Regions from separate parts of the Mus musculus genome. Here all the other regions are linked to region 2. The links are chromatin contacts, called in public promoter capture Hi-C maps. All regions are on one chromosome and are shown on one strand. The core of a region is the stretch at or near the end of the contact, and the rest is flanking DNA. Distances in the headings are between cores, read along the strand shown. Region 1 overlaps Bmper (BMP-binding endothelial regulator). Region 2 holds the start of Rp9 (retinitis pigmentosa 9 (human)). Region 3 overlaps Bmper (BMP-binding endothelial regulator). Region 4 holds the start of Bmper (BMP-binding endothelial regulator).

Region 1 (3,348 bases), core at 39-2,538, 780 kb after region 2:
GCAAAAACCATCCATATTCCTAAGAATGAATTCCTGTCTGAGCAGTTTTGAGACTGCATATGTGAAACACCACCACGTGTGCTTTAGATAAGGCCTTTAGGAATCGTCTGCAGGGTCAGAGTGTCCCATGATCCTCACCCATTTCCACGGCTTCTAATCTGCAGGGAATTCTTTCCAATATCCTTTTTGCAGATAAGATGCTTGAAGCTCGAATTTATCCCTGTTCCACAGAATGGAGTGGAGTGAGCCATGAGAGAACTGCTTCATCTCTCACAGTTGCCAGGGTTATGGACAAGTGCTTTTCTCTAGCAGCTGAAAATAGAGGGCCTGGAGGCATTGGAGATAGATGCATGTCTTCACCCTGGATGTTTGCATCTGGATGGGGGAGGCATTGGAGATAGATGCATGTCTTCACCCTGGATGTTTGCATCTGGATGGGGGAGGCATTGGGGATGGATGTGTGTCTGCTCTTCTGGATGTTTGCATTCGGATGGGGATGTTTGAAGGCTTTTCTATAAGTCCCTTCCCCAAGTTAGATTATCGTGATGAAATGGCAGAGGGATGTGAGCATACGTCTAGGAGGGAGTCCTAACCTAGGACAGAGCCACTCTGAGCTGTTTATCCTCTCCAACAGTACTCATTGACCCATGTGCTCTATTGACATCATTTGGTGGTGGTGGCGGGTCGGGGACCACAACTCCACCGTCTTCCTAGTCTTCTGAAAAAGGATCTGGCTGTTTGAATTAGCATCTTTGTGCAGGGCCAGTGGTGTGTCTTTGGGGAAGATCTTGCTTTCACAGGGACCAGAACAGAAGGAAACTGAGGGTTCTTCCAGGAGAGACTTGTGCAGTGTGATATCTCTAGTATGGCACATCAGCCATATTGTAGGACATTTGTGATACTGTTTCGTGGTTTAATCATACTGTCTGCCAGCAATAGTCTTGCTTCCACCTCTGCCACTATATTGGCTGCTGAGTTCCTATCTTCAGTTTATTGTTATTATTTTTTTTAACATAGATAAAACATGGGATAATAGTTTCTACAGTCTATAATAGGATTGGTTCTTGAAAAGTGTTTTGGAAAAAAAATATCTTCAGGACACTTGTGGAAATATTCAAGAGCATCTCCACGGAATTTCTCCTTTCCATGTGTGGAAGCAACTAGAATCATTTCATGTTGGTGCTTAGTTGTCTTCAGTACTCATGATCCCACTCTCTCCAGACAGGAGACAGTTCTGTAGGCAGGAGGCAGGCTCAAGGCTGCAACTCCTAAGGCCGGGGAGCTCCGTGCTGCCATCTGGCGGCAAGTGTCAGACTCAGCAAGCTGGCTGCTGTCATCCTGTCTGTACTTGGCTTCTGCTGGAGCTGTGGTTTGGCTGGCGTCCTTATGGAGTTTTCTTGCCAGACATGTAATTTTTTTTTAAACTCTCTATACCACCCCCTTACTTTTTGCATGTTAACAAGTTGTTGAGGGTGCATTTCAAGGCTATGATTTTTTTTGGGGGGGGGAAGCATTTGTTGATATTAAGGTGTCTGTGGTCCATCTTTCTGAAAGGAGACACTGGTTCAGACTTACCTCCCCAGCTGGCTGATCCTAGAGATGGTAAGCACAGAGACATGGTGACCGAGAAAGCAAAGAACCATGAAGTGATCGCAAACACGATGGCTAGGTTATTATGTTTTCACCTTCTCCTTGTGTGAATATGGCCTTTTGGCCATTGTTTCTGTTTGCTTAGAATGCATGATTCTGCAAACCCACCTAGAATTTGTGGAAAACTTAGGGTATCAGTCTGCCTTTTCAGAGGTGTGATAGGCCTGGCCCTGTTGATATCTGATCATAGTCATATTTCTTGTCTCCTCAAAGCAGACAGTGTCTGTAACAGTCCCATGACTCTGAGGCTGGTCCTTGGAGTGATTCTGCTGGAAACGGGACTCGTCTCACATGTGGAAATATACTAGGAGGACCCAAGCGGGATATTGTTTTCTCTCACTCTGTATCCTGAATGCCCACAATGTACCCAAGTACTGAAGTGTAGGTAGCATTTGCATGGCAGAGATCAGTGTTCCAGACCTCTCTCACTTGTGTTTGTTGCTCCGTGGGGACATGTCCCAGCCTTACTTCTTTATCTGTAGAATCAGGCTAAGATGAAGTTCTGTGTGATCTTCCTTAGCTCAGAGTCTAAATATCATCAGAGGAAGTGAGCAGTATGTGTGAATCACTATCAGAAAGTGTTTGCTGAGTTAAAACCCGAACCGAATGAGTCGCACGCTTAGCCTCAGCTGTGATCTGTGCTGTGAGGATGACAGACTCCTGAACACGGGGCTTTGTGTATAACACTCCTTGCCAGAGCCACTGTCTCCAGGATATGGGGTTTTGTGACTTGTCCAAGCCCAGGAAGCCAGGCAAGTGGTGTTAATTACCTGTGTCTGAATTTCCCATGTAGCTGTTAGGCTCAATTAAGGGGATGAGGAAGCAGGGTCCCCACGGTGATCTTGCAGCTCTATTATTTCTTTCCTCAAGGGCCTGGGATTCTAAGCCCATCCTCACATCCACACCAACCAGATTCCAAACAGACTCCAAAAATGATGGGATCTGGCAGTTCCAACATGACCCCAATAGGATGTAAAAAATCCTAAGGGTAAACAGAAAGGAAATTGTATCCCCTAAATATATACCCAAAGCTTAGGTATACATGCCTGTCTGTCTGTCTGTCCACACATATTTAAAACTTCAGATGTGACTGTACAAACCATTTGCCTGGAATGCCGTGCATGGTGGACAACAGCTAAAATGCTCTTTATTGTGAATCTTGGGATCCTGTTGTGGGTTTTGACTCTGTTCTGGCTTTCTAATTCAGCCAGCAGTTCTAAAGAACATGCGCACCTTCCCACTCACCCGCTCTCACATTGCTTCTCCCCATCACTCTGACTGTCCTGAAAGTTTGAACTCTGAGGACTCCTCCTTTTAGAGAGGACACTGTCTTAGGGGGACCCTTCTCCAAGTTTGCTGCACTCATAAATGCACTTGAGACTGAATCTCTGCTTGCGATATTCATATCAGTCCCAGTCTTCCCGGGGTGAGGGAGTCTGCGCTAAAATAGGAGTTGTAGAATCCACGCGTGGCAAATGGAGTCACAGCTAGTAATTTTAAGCAGTGCACACGTACATAGGCATACACGTGCACCCGTTAGGTGCTCTTGTTGCCTTCAGTGGGAATATGGCCAATAATACCTAAAATTTTAAAAATGTATCACTAACCATCATCGTTGGGACGAGAAGACCTGGAGAATTGGAGGGCTTGGAGCCAGGCCACCTGGTCTGCTGTCTCCATAGGCTCTAGACAGCTCCG
Region 2 (3,469 bases), core at 181-2,680:
CAACAATTATAAAATCAAAATATAAAATCATTCTGAAAAATGTTGAAGATGTTCTACATCCTTCATCATTCAAATATGCAGCCAAGATTAAATTGTGTAAAAATAAACAAGTAATCTATCTCATTAGTATTCAATTTTGCTTTTGTTTTTAATCAATGGTAAAACTGCATATATAAGAACTGCTTTAAACACATTTCCTTATGTCTTATTATCAGTAAGTGTTTGACTTGTATCCCCTATTTTACATACCCATACTCATGCAGTAGTGTGAAAATTTCCTAGGTGAAGGAGGTCACATGTAGAGAAATTTAATTTAAGAGGGCGCTCTAGTCTAAGGTGGGAGGCTCATGAGCCCTTCCTTGTCTTAGACACGAACAGGATGCCTGGGGTTGTGGGCATATAAGAGGGAAAACTCCATACTGAAACACCATCACTGAAAGAAGAAAATAACACACAAACAATGTGCCAGTGATGTGTCAAGCATAGATAAAATGATCAAAGGTGGCGGGCAGGTGAGGTAATATGCAGGCGCGCGCGCGCGCACACACACACACACACACACCACACACACACACACACACACACACACACACACGGAGACTTGTTTGCATAAGATACACACAGGGAAACTTGTCTTCAAACACACACACGAAATGTCTGCATAACAAACATCTTCTACAGTCTCCTACAATGTCCTGTCCTCACCACGCTCAGCGTCCCCAAACCTCTCCTCCCCGGTTCTGACTTTTACCTCGGTTTAGTTTGTGGACGGGAGGCCCGCCACCTTCCCTCACCTACATGCGACTCTACACTACAGTCGTCGCAGGTCATCGGGCTCCACCCTCAGGCCCGGCTGCGGGTCCGCTGCCTTCCCGCGCGTCTCCCGCAGTTTCCACCCTGAGCTTCCCGCCGATGCCGTCCGTGGTAGTGGACAGAGGCTGGCGTCCTTCGACCCCCAGGGGCTCCGAGCTCGGCTTCCGGACGCGTCAACTGCCATTGCCACGGTCGCCGTGGCGGGGACAGTGGCCGGCCTCCCTCCTCGCGTCCTTCCGCCGCCCTCGAGCAGAGGGAGCCGGGGGCTCGCCAGGCCGCGACGCCCACCCGTCGGCGGCGGCCCGCACCGCCCGCACCCGGCCCAGCCGACTCACAAGGACTCCAGGTGCTTGAGCTGCTGCAGCTGCTGCGCGTCGTGCCGCCGCCGTTTCTGCTCCCGCCGCCGCTGCAGCTCGTGCTCCGGCGGCTCCCGCGGCCGCCGAGACCCGGCCCCGGACGACATCGCGACCCGAGGCGGGCTTAGAAGGTGGAAAGTCGCCTCTTCCTCCCCGCAGCGCAACCCCACCAACGTCCCACCGGCCCGTGCCGCAGAACGCCGACAGGGAACGTGCAGCCAGGCCCCCGCGGCCCTGAGGCCTGCGGGAACCTTAGCTGAGAGGGGCGGGGCGGGCCGGGGCGGGGCGAAGGCGGGCGGGGCCCGAGGGCTTCCGGGTGCTCCAAGTCGCCTGCAGGCCACACCCACTTCTGCGACTCGTTGCTTTCTATTTTTTTTTTTTTTTTATATTATGAAGGTTTTAAGTATTTGTGGGTGGGCAAGGTGTCAAAGGTCTTTAATATCAGCACGCAGGAGGCAGAAACACTGACCTGTGAGTACGAGGTCAAGCTAGTAAAGTCAGAGACCTGGGGAGATCCTGTTACAAAGGAAAAAGAGAAAAGATTTTATTTCTACGTATATATTTGGGGTGGTGGTGCAGGGGTGGAGTTCGGTAGTTGCCCAGAATTCAGAAGAGGACGATGGCTCTCTAGAATTGGAACTGTGGGCTATATGAGCCACCCTATGCTGGGAACCGAACTCTGGTTCTCTGCAAAAGCAGTATGGCCTTCTAAACTAAAAGCCTTTTGGCTGCTACTTGTTACCTATGGATTCATCCATTCTGGGAAGAAAACAACGTTCTCTATAAAATCTTCAGTTTCCCAGACTATGCGAATTCGTAGTAAAAACACAGACCAATATATTCATAATATTTTATACCAAGATTTTTGGTGATGCAAATAAAAAATAAAAGCAGACACACAGTATCCTGCAGAGGAGCATCCTTTTTTAAAACTTGCTCTTCCTCCTTTGCTCCTATAAGCGGTGTCTCAGGCCGGAAGCTCCACTCGGAGCGTTCCAAGTTAGGTCTCTACACTTATCCAAAGGTAGCAAAGAGGAACGACCGAGAAAAAGAAAGAAAGGTATTAGGCTGGCATTTTGGTACTCAGCAGAGGCAGGCAGTTCTCTATGAGTTCAATCTGGTCTGTGCTGCTAAATCTTTTTTGTTTGCTTGTTTTATTTATTTATTATTATTATTATTATTATTATTATTATTATTATTATTATTATTATTTTGGTTTTTCGAGTCAGGGTGTAGCCCTGGTTGTCCTGGAACTCACTCTGTAGACCCGGCTGGCTTCGAACTCAGAAATCCGCCTGCCTCTTCCTCCCAAGTGCCTGGATTAAAGGTGTGCACCACCTGCTGCTAATTCTACCAGCCATAAGCAGAGCCTGACTCCCAGTGCGGGAGGGGCAACAAAAGGATACTAATCACTGTGGCCCACACTGAGAAAATAGAGATGAGTTTCACAGCCTATTTCCAGATAACTGGCACGAGGTTTTAGGATGTAAGGAGGGGAAGATTTGAGGCAGGGATCAGCTACCAACAATTAAATATTGGTCAAACCATGTTATGATTGGTTATTTCAATCATTGTCTTGCAAGGTAGTCACATATACCTCATTACTTGAGGGGACAATCTGTTTCCCATGAAGGTGACTGCTCCACTGTGATGGGGTGGGAACTGGGGACAGCTTCCTGGATGATCTCATTCAGAATGATCTGTTTGTGATGCTCTCACCGTTCCTGGACTCTAAAGCTGATGGTTGGGAAGGGGCCTTTTCCCAGGTCTGGAATAGGCCTCTGTAAAATCTGACAGTAAAATACCGTAGTTACTTTTTGTGCCTTAAATATTGGAGAGGGAGCAGATAGACTAGATAAATTCAGGGTTAATCAATCTCATGTCTCCTGTTTTTAGGTAAAACAACCAACTGATTAGGGTCTGAGGCATGCTACGCTACCATTCAATAAGTATCCCAACTTAAATGAAAATAAAAGTAAAATAAAAATGTCTTGGGGTTGAGAGGTGGCTCAGCAGTTAAGAGGGCATGCCATTCTTGCACTGGGCCTGGGATTGGTTCCCATACATACAGCAGCTCACAACTGTGTGTTATTCCAGTTCTGGGAGATCCAGTGCACGCTCTTCTGGCCTCCATGGGCACTGCACACATGTGTATACATTTAGGGGAAATACTCATATACATAAAATAAAAATAATCCTTTGTAAAAGTGTCGAATGCTTAAAACTCACGAATTGAAAATTTATTCCTTAAATATAGATGGAACTGGGTCTGCAGCTCAGTGCTGGAGCTTAGAATGCAC
Region 3 (3,421 bases), core at 177-2,676, 910 kb after region 2:
GAGGCACAAAAAAACAACAGCTGTTGCCGTTGCACAACTGAATTGGTGGGGAGGGGGGAGAAAAGGGAAAAAAATCCCCTAATTAGTCTTGCTTTAAAAAGCCTCAGACATAAAACTGAAAACTTCCCATAAAAGAAAAAAAAAGTAGGTACAATAAGCAGACTTGATCTTGGGCTGCTTATAAATATTCATTGGGAAAAATGGAATCACATCATTTCTGCCAGTCCTCGGGGAACCCTCAGTGCTAATGAACTCTCCCAGCACATGTTAGTAATAATGGGCTTCCTTATTCTACAAGACAAAACCGAGAAGTGGTGCCAACCTGGTGGCTGGAGTAACTCGCCTCAGCAGGCCACTGCGGGGTTTGCAGCTTAGCTTCTGCTCTGCCACTTGTAGCTGGGTCGGTGGTTTCTGCTGGGAGGTCACAGCTCCTTATGTTGCCTGCTTCTCCCTAGTGATCTTACTGGGTGTGCTACACTCAGGCCAGGCATGTCCGTCCCTCCCAGGAAGGCCTCTGCCCAGCCCCCAGCCCTGCCCCCTCTGCCCTTGCTTCTCAGTGCCCTGACTTGGCTAGGCCCTCCAGGACCACCTTTCTGTTTCTAGGCATCTTTCCAACTTGGTTTCCCCCCTCACACTTCCCCTTCTCAGAGGCCAGCACAAGGTCTTTGGAAGATAGTTTAGCTCTACCATGAAATACCTTAAAAAGAAAAGACAGCAGCTTAGCAGTTTATTTCTCCTTCCCTACATTGATTAGGGAAATTTTAAAAAGAAAATTAGAAAAACTAGAAGGTCTTTGTGCAACCCCCACACACTGTAACCTTTCCAGTTAAAACCTACCCCCTCCCCTTTTCAGAAGGAGCCTATGGTTATAGTCACTATTTGCCCTCCTAGGTAATTTCCAAAGCTCTGGGGGGTGGGACTCTCAGTACACTGTTTCTTAGATAGATATCATGAGTTTATATTGAAGCCATTTCTCTGGTCACAGAAATAAGCTCACTCCCCTGAGACTGTCCACTGAGGTAGGTGCTAAATAGACCCTTCTTCCAGATGAGGCTACAGATCATCCAGACAGCCCAGGCTCTCTGACCTCACAGTCTGTACTTTATTTTTTTCTCTCACCTATTTACTAACAGGAGCAGCTTTACTGAACAAGGGAAATGGCTGTGTCTGGTGAGATATAGCTGCGGGGAATCTCCCAGTCTCCTTTGATTAGAAACATAGCTTTAACTCACACCATTCCAATGGGGCAACCTGCCTTGTCTGAGCCTCTGTGGAAATCATTCCATGGAGCTTGGATGATCTTTGGTTTTGTCCTTGAGGAATTAAACGAGATACCCTTTGGCATAAATTCTCAGCCTGTGGGTCAAGATCTCTTTGAAATGGGGGTGGGGTTGAATGACCCTTTCACAGGGATTATATACCAGATACTATGCATATCAAATATTTATATTATGATTCATAACAATAGCAAAATTACAGTTATGAAGTAGCAAGAAAAACTTTTATAGTTGGGGGCCACCACAACATGAAGAACTGTAATTAAGGGTCTTAGCATTATCTATGGCATGTAGAGTTTAGTATGTCATAGGAGGATTAATTGGTGCAAGAAATGAATGAGACATGGCTTTAGTTCTTTGGTAGCAAAATGTCATTTGAAAAGCTAGTGTGATTATTTCTTTTGAAATATTCAAATCTGCTCTGCAAACCACTCACCAGTGGTGAGCAGAGACTGGGCTCTGGGTCTTTGTCCTGGGCTTGGGCCACATCTTAGTGCACTTTGCTTCCTTTGTTCTCTGTGGAAAGGGGGATGAGGTCACATGTCCTCAGAGTGTCATTGTGAATTTCAAATGAGAGGAAGCATGAGGCACGTACCACAGTCTGTCCTGCAGACAGTTGAAAATACATGTCTCGAAGAACTGTGGCTTAAAAAAAAATCTGTAGTAAAAGAACATGGCCTGCAGTGTCACATAAAATGAAGTTAACTTTCTGTTTCTATCATGCTATGTTACTGACACAAGTTTCTTCACCCATGGAAGGGGAAATCCTCAGCTCAGAACGATTTCGCACTTCTTGGTAACAATGACTATCATATCATTAAGCCTTAAGGGATTGGCTCATTAAGTCCTCCTGAGCAACCCGCTGTTAGGTCATGCAGAAAGTGTTGTTCCTGAAGTGTTCATCAGCTTCTGCTACATTTCCTTTTCCCTGTGATGAATCACTGAGTCAGAGATAAAGAAAGACCATTCTCTGGTACAGGTCTGGAGAATATGTGTTCTTCTTTAAAAAGTGAAAAGATATTTGACTAGGAAATGGCAGTGTATTTCGAGAGCAGAGAGACAAAATGATTCAGTTCTATAGAGTCCGTTGCTTTTTGCTTTGATTGTATAACAATGAGTTAGCATGCCTGATGCTGCAGAGGAGGAAGCTTGACTGAATCTGATCTGTGCTATAACATGTCTGGAGCATGTGAGGGAGCGCTTTCAGCTTGGGTTGCAGGGTACCAGAGAGCTTTTCAGAGCAACAGCAGGAAGAAGGTCCTGATGGTATGGACAGAGTGTCAATGGTTTCCAGTTGTGTGTGTATGCACTTGGCTTGACTATCAATGAGAGAGCTGTGTCCAGCCTGTCTCCCTCTTCCTTCATGAGAAAAATCACACCATACTTTGAGGTATTCTGTTTCTAAGAGGACAAAACCAGGAAAACTTCTGGAGTGATCTTGCCTGGCCTGGACACCTGATGCATTTCACCACCATTCAGACCGTCCAGTTCAAGTGCAATTTGGGGTGATTTCATTGGTTTATCTGGTGTTATACTTTGAAAAAGAGATTTCTCCTCAGCAGACCGTCTCTTAACATTAAATTTTTGGTTTCTTTTTTTCCCTCCTGACCAGGGTAAAATTCTCAACAGGAAAGGATGCTGTCCTATCTGCACTGAAAGTAAGTTCTTTCTCTGGGAAAATGTACTCATAATATTTGTTTAATGTTTTGTGATGATCAGGGAGACCTGGTGTACATTTTCTATAGATTTAATTCTCTGAGTATTAGATGGGCTCGTCCACTGTCCCACTGGTACCCGGTATCAGCTGCCATCCTCTCACAGAAGCTATATTGAAACCACCAGAATCTGCTATTAGGAGACCTCTGGACAATACATGGATAGATAGAGTTTTAAAGAAGAACATCAGATAACTTAATGTGCATTTGAAACTGCTAATAGCATTTTCAGTCCTTGGGGCTAAGCTAATGATGCTCAGTATAGCCAGCCATCCATAATCTCTAGGGCATTTACTTCTTCTTACACCATCAAAGAACTGCACTTCCTCCTCTCTCTCCCAACTCCTCATCCTTTCTCCTGGGCACATTTGATATTGTTGATGGCAATGAACTTGCATCCTGATACTTTTAAATGAGTTCCTGGAGGTT
Region 4 (3,767 bases), core at 706-3,205, 750 kb after region 2:
TGCAGGAGTCCCCGATGAGCCTTTGGGGATAGCTTGCTCTTTCTGAAATGGAGGTCACTGTGAGCTGTGATATAGGAAGAGCTGAGTTTCCAGAGGCTTCTGTCCACCTTCTCATTCACAACTTCAAGGCTGGTGAAAAGGTTTCCCGTTTTTTTCCCTAGCCACCCATAGTAGAAATGCCACACACATAGAGGGTAGAAGTCCCCACCCCCTAAAAAAATTAGTCATGCACACTGAGGAGACAGGCCAAGGGAGGCAAGTCAGAGGGGCAGGCATGCTCTTCAGGTGTCTTGCAGTTTTGTAGTGCACATGTAGCCAAGTCTACAGACATCTGAGGGAACACTGGGTCTCCTAGGATCTCCAAAAATTCATGTTCCTTACCTGAATTATAAAGGTTACATTTATCTAGAGACTTTATTGAAGGAGAATCATTTTAGAGAGCAGGGACAGTGGTTCCTACTGAATGTACTTTTCTGTGGCAATTATTATTTTTTAACTTTTAGGTTTTCTTCTAATTAGTTCTTATGGGAAGTAAAACTCTGTCTCTGTCTCTCTCTCTCTCTGTGTATACAGTTTGACATTTCTGTAGACTCAGGGAGTCAGCGAAACATTCAATCAACACTTTGACTTTCAAGGCATCTAGCCATGGTGTTATTTGGGGGAAACATGTAACCACATTGTCTCTTGTCTCTTTTAATTTAAATTTTACACAAAATCTGTTTTGAGAGGGAAATGGAGCATGCTAAGCTAATGACAGCGTTCCTTCCTCCCACTTGTCCACGTCACAGAGATGTGGTCCTTGTGTTGGGATGTTGGCCACGATGCACTCACTAAAAGCACCCTTTAAATCTCTAGAAAAAAACAAATGAGCATGCGGATGGCAGGCAGGGGCAGGTAAATGTGGTGACATTAGAGGAGTGTATCTGAGGACTGTCAAAGGAGTTTCTCACTACAGCTACAAATGCTACCTAAAACTGGCCAGAGACTAGGGGAAAACTAGGCTTGTCAGCAATTAGAGTTTGGATCCACAAGGCGCTTCAGGAACTAATGTGGGGTGGGCACCTGCTGGCTGGCTGTTCTTCGTGTGGGTGGGAGCATGTGATCACAGTAGGCTCCAAAGAAGGCTAGCTGATCATTGGTTCCAAGCACCTTTCACTCTCACCTGGCACCTTCCCAATGTAGTTATAAAAATTCTCTTTTCTAGATTAGCACCCCTTTTGAGTAGAGCCAGGCACTGCTTGGCGGGTGCGTGTAGGGCGGGTGTGTGTGTGTGTGGGGGGGGCAGGACGTGGGAGGGATGCTGGGACTCAGCGGGTACCGGGTGGCGGGGCGAGGGGATCAAAGACCGAGACTGGGGGACATCAGGGCCGCCCAAGCAAGAAACGCTGCAGGGTAGCGGCTGCCACCGCGTGCCCTGCTGGGCGGCCGCCGCGAAGGCGGCCTGCGTGGAGATTAGCGGCAGCGGTCCCTCCCTGGCCCGCGAGTGAATGAATGATTAGTCTAACGCACCTCCCTGGCCCGGGCAGCTCCGGCTGGGAAGGGCGGAGTCTGAGCCACCGATCCACGCTTTAAGGGAGAAAGGCTCTGGCCGTTGTGCGTGCATTAGCCGACCCTTTCTGTCGCTCCAACTTCTGTCCTCCCTAATGTCAGGCCCACAGAGGCATAAGCACAGGAACCTGATCTCCAAGGTCACTCGTCCCTCTGTCCCCTCAGCCTCGTGAGTCCCCCGCCTTTGCCCGAGGGAGTCAAAGGGCTGTGGAAAGTTGAGGGACCCTCCTGCATTCGATCCGTGGCTCCTTCCGAAGCTGGGGCAGCGGGAAGCGCCGGGTCTTCTGCTCCGGGCGCTAGCGGGTAGTGGCATCCCTGCTGGGGGCGGCTCCTCTGCGCGGGAGGAGGCGGTGCGCAGGGCGCTGGAGACGCGCCTTCCAGGCTCCGGCAGCGCCCCGGGGCCGGTGGCCGGGGCTGGGCTAGACCGCCTGGCTGGGCGTTCGCGTGCGCCGCTGTCGCTTCTGAGCCGGCATAGCTCCGGCGCCAGGATCGTAGTCCCTCGTGCGACCCTGCGGATTCCGCGCAGAGCCTAGTACGCCCCTCGGTCCCGCACGGAGCAAGCGCGCGGGCCGGACACCGCGCTCGGGGGCCGGGCCGGAGCTGCGCGTGCGGGAGCCGGAGCTCAGCCGGGCTCCAGAGCTGCGAGCGCACTCGGCAGTCGCCGCCGCCGCTCCCCAGATCCCGCCGCTCAGCCACCCCTCCTCCCGGCCCAGCTCTGGCGCGGAGGGGCTGACGGCTAACCCGCTGAGAGCAACTCCCTTAGAAAAAAGCCGCCGCATTGGCCGAGGCTGGCCGCAGGACCCCTCCTCCCGGGGCGCCCCCACTCCTCCCCCGCCGCTCCGGGCGCCCGCCTCCCTCAGCCGACTGTCTCCCGGCACGCCGGCCCACAGCCCTTTTGACTGCGAGCAGCGGCTGCCGAGCAGAGGCGGCGACGCGGGACCTGCAGTCGCCCGGGATTCCCTCCAGGTGACGATGCTCTGGTTCTTCAGCGTCAGGGCTCTGGCTGAGCGTCCTTGCCGACGCTCGCCTGGGATTACCTGCTGCGTCTTGCTGCTGCTCAATTGCTCCGGGGTCCCCATGTCTCTGGCTTCCTCCTTCCTGACAGGTAGGGGGGTGGGGGCGGGAGGGACCAGTCCTCCGGGACTCTGGGTGGTTTCTTGGGAGAAGAGGCACTGGCAGACCGGGGATGAGAGGACGAGGAACGCGCACCTTGCCTGACTCTCGCGGGCGGTGGGGATGCGGAGAAGCCTAGAGAAAAGGGATGGGAAGGCTATGAAGAGGTAGAGAGATGGGGGACTGAGAGACTGCTACCTTTGACAGAGTGCTAATAGGCACCCTGCTATATGAAGTTGGGAAATTCCTTGATTTATATTTAATCTTTTTTCCCCAATCCTTGTTTTAATCGTAGCCACTCTTGTGCAATTAAGGAAAAGACCGCGCCGTTTCCCGCACATCCTCTTTTCTCAACACCATAGGATTCCAATAAATCCACGGTGCTAGGCAGCATCTTTAAAACATGACTTTCCAGACCTTGAATGTAAAGAAGCGATCTTATTTTTAAAGGTTACTAATAGCATGATATGATAATTACAGGTTTTCAGGCAGGTGAAGACCTCGGCTTCTATTTTGAAGGACATGCTTTACTGACACCTGGTGCAGAAAAGAGAATATTTTAAAGAGGAAAGAGATTGCGCTTCAAAAAGTGATTGCATTTCAACCCACAACAGTTGGCAGATCCACCTGAAAGGCCCGTTCTTTGACACAGTCCTGAATTTCGTTCAAATTTAAAATCTTCCCTAGTGCCTAGTTTGGTGTGTTAGTCCATGTGCAGTTGAGATATCTTTCAGAGCACTAGTGGTATTAAATATGTGCTTAAATCAACTGAAAACAGAAAACCGATCTATATACCGAAGTATTGACTTAAAAAAAACCATGTTAAGTAAAACTATTTAAAATAGATTTGAAGAAACTTGTTTGTGGTGCATTTGAAACACTATATAATTCCAATTACTAGCTTAAGAAGGTAAGGTTTTATAATAACACCACTAAGCAAGATTTAAAATTAAAAGTATTTTTATCTTCATTTCAGGGTCTGTTGCAAAATGTGAAAATGAAGGGGAGGTCCTCCAAATTCCATTTATCACAGACAACCCTTGCATAATGTGTGTGTGTTTGGTAAGTGTACGGGTCAGGTAAAATAAACTTAACTGCTGTCATGG

The links. Promoter capture Hi-C pulls out the DNA fragments that hold promoters and counts their contacts. Capture Hi-C pulls out chosen DNA fragments and counts their contacts.
Region 1: a promoter capture Hi-C map of neural stem cells shows a contact between it and region 2. The contact joins the enhancer-like site here to the promoter of Rp9 in region 2. A contact is called at or near these places in 3 of 39 promoter capture datasets (embryonic stem cells, hippocampal neurons and neural stem cells), 2 of 115 datasets of contacts at active chromatin or transcription factors (astrocytes and forebrain) and 1 of 9 other capture datasets (liver).
Region 3: a contact with region 2 is called in a promoter capture Hi-C map of neural stem cells. The contact joins the enhancer-like site here to the promoter of Rp9 in region 2. A contact is called at or near these places in 5 of 39 promoter capture datasets (the 3T3-L1 cell line, cranial neural crest, liver and 1 more) and 1 of 115 datasets of contacts at active chromatin or transcription factors (astrocytes).
Region 4: a promoter capture Hi-C map of adipose tissue shows a contact between it and region 2, with 4 times the contacts expected there. The contact joins the promoter of Bmper here to the promoter of Rp9 in region 2. A contact is called at or near these places in 6 of 39 promoter capture datasets (the 3T3-L1 cell line, 3T3-L1-derived adipocytes, cranial neural crest and 3 more), 6 of 115 datasets of contacts at active chromatin or transcription factors (embryonic forebrain, embryonic hindbrain, embryonic stem cells and 3 more) and 2 of 9 other capture datasets (adipose tissue and macrophages).

Annotation. Positions count from the first base shown.
Region 1 is chr9:23,248,938-23,252,285 of GRCm38.p6, forward strand. The region is part of intron 2 of Bmper (BMP-binding endothelial regulator); the gene reads left to right. Among named protein-coding and RNA genes, the nearest start is that of Bmper, 28 kb to the left of the region's middle. Within about 2 kb of position 1,289, at least 20 of the 459 cell types and tissues checked have an H3K27ac peak or open chromatin away from gene starts, as enhancers often do. A contact at or near this core is called in neural stem cells, where this site is marked.
Region 2 is chr9:22,466,926-22,470,394 of GRCm38.p6, forward strand. Rp9 (retinitis pigmentosa 9 (human)) reads right to left here and starts at 1,431. Exons shown (of 6, transcript NM_018739.2): 1 at 1,149-1,431. The coding sequence starts at 1,276.
Region 3 is chr9:23,378,540-23,381,960 of GRCm38.p6, forward strand. It overlaps Bmper (BMP-binding endothelial regulator), which reads left to right. Exons shown (of 15, transcript NM_028472.2): 11 at 2,890-2,935. Among named protein-coding and RNA genes, the nearest start is that of Bmper, 160 kb to the left of the region's middle. Within about 2 kb of position 1,427, at least 75 of the 459 cell types and tissues checked have an H3K27ac peak or open chromatin away from gene starts, as enhancers often do. A contact at or near this core is called in astrocytes and neural stem cells, where this site is marked.
Region 4 is chr9:23,221,121-23,224,887 of GRCm38.p6, forward strand. Bmper (BMP-binding endothelial regulator) reads left to right here and starts at 1,956. Exons shown (of 15, transcript NM_028472.2): 1 at 1,956-2,653; 2 at 3,638-3,723. The coding sequence starts at 2,521.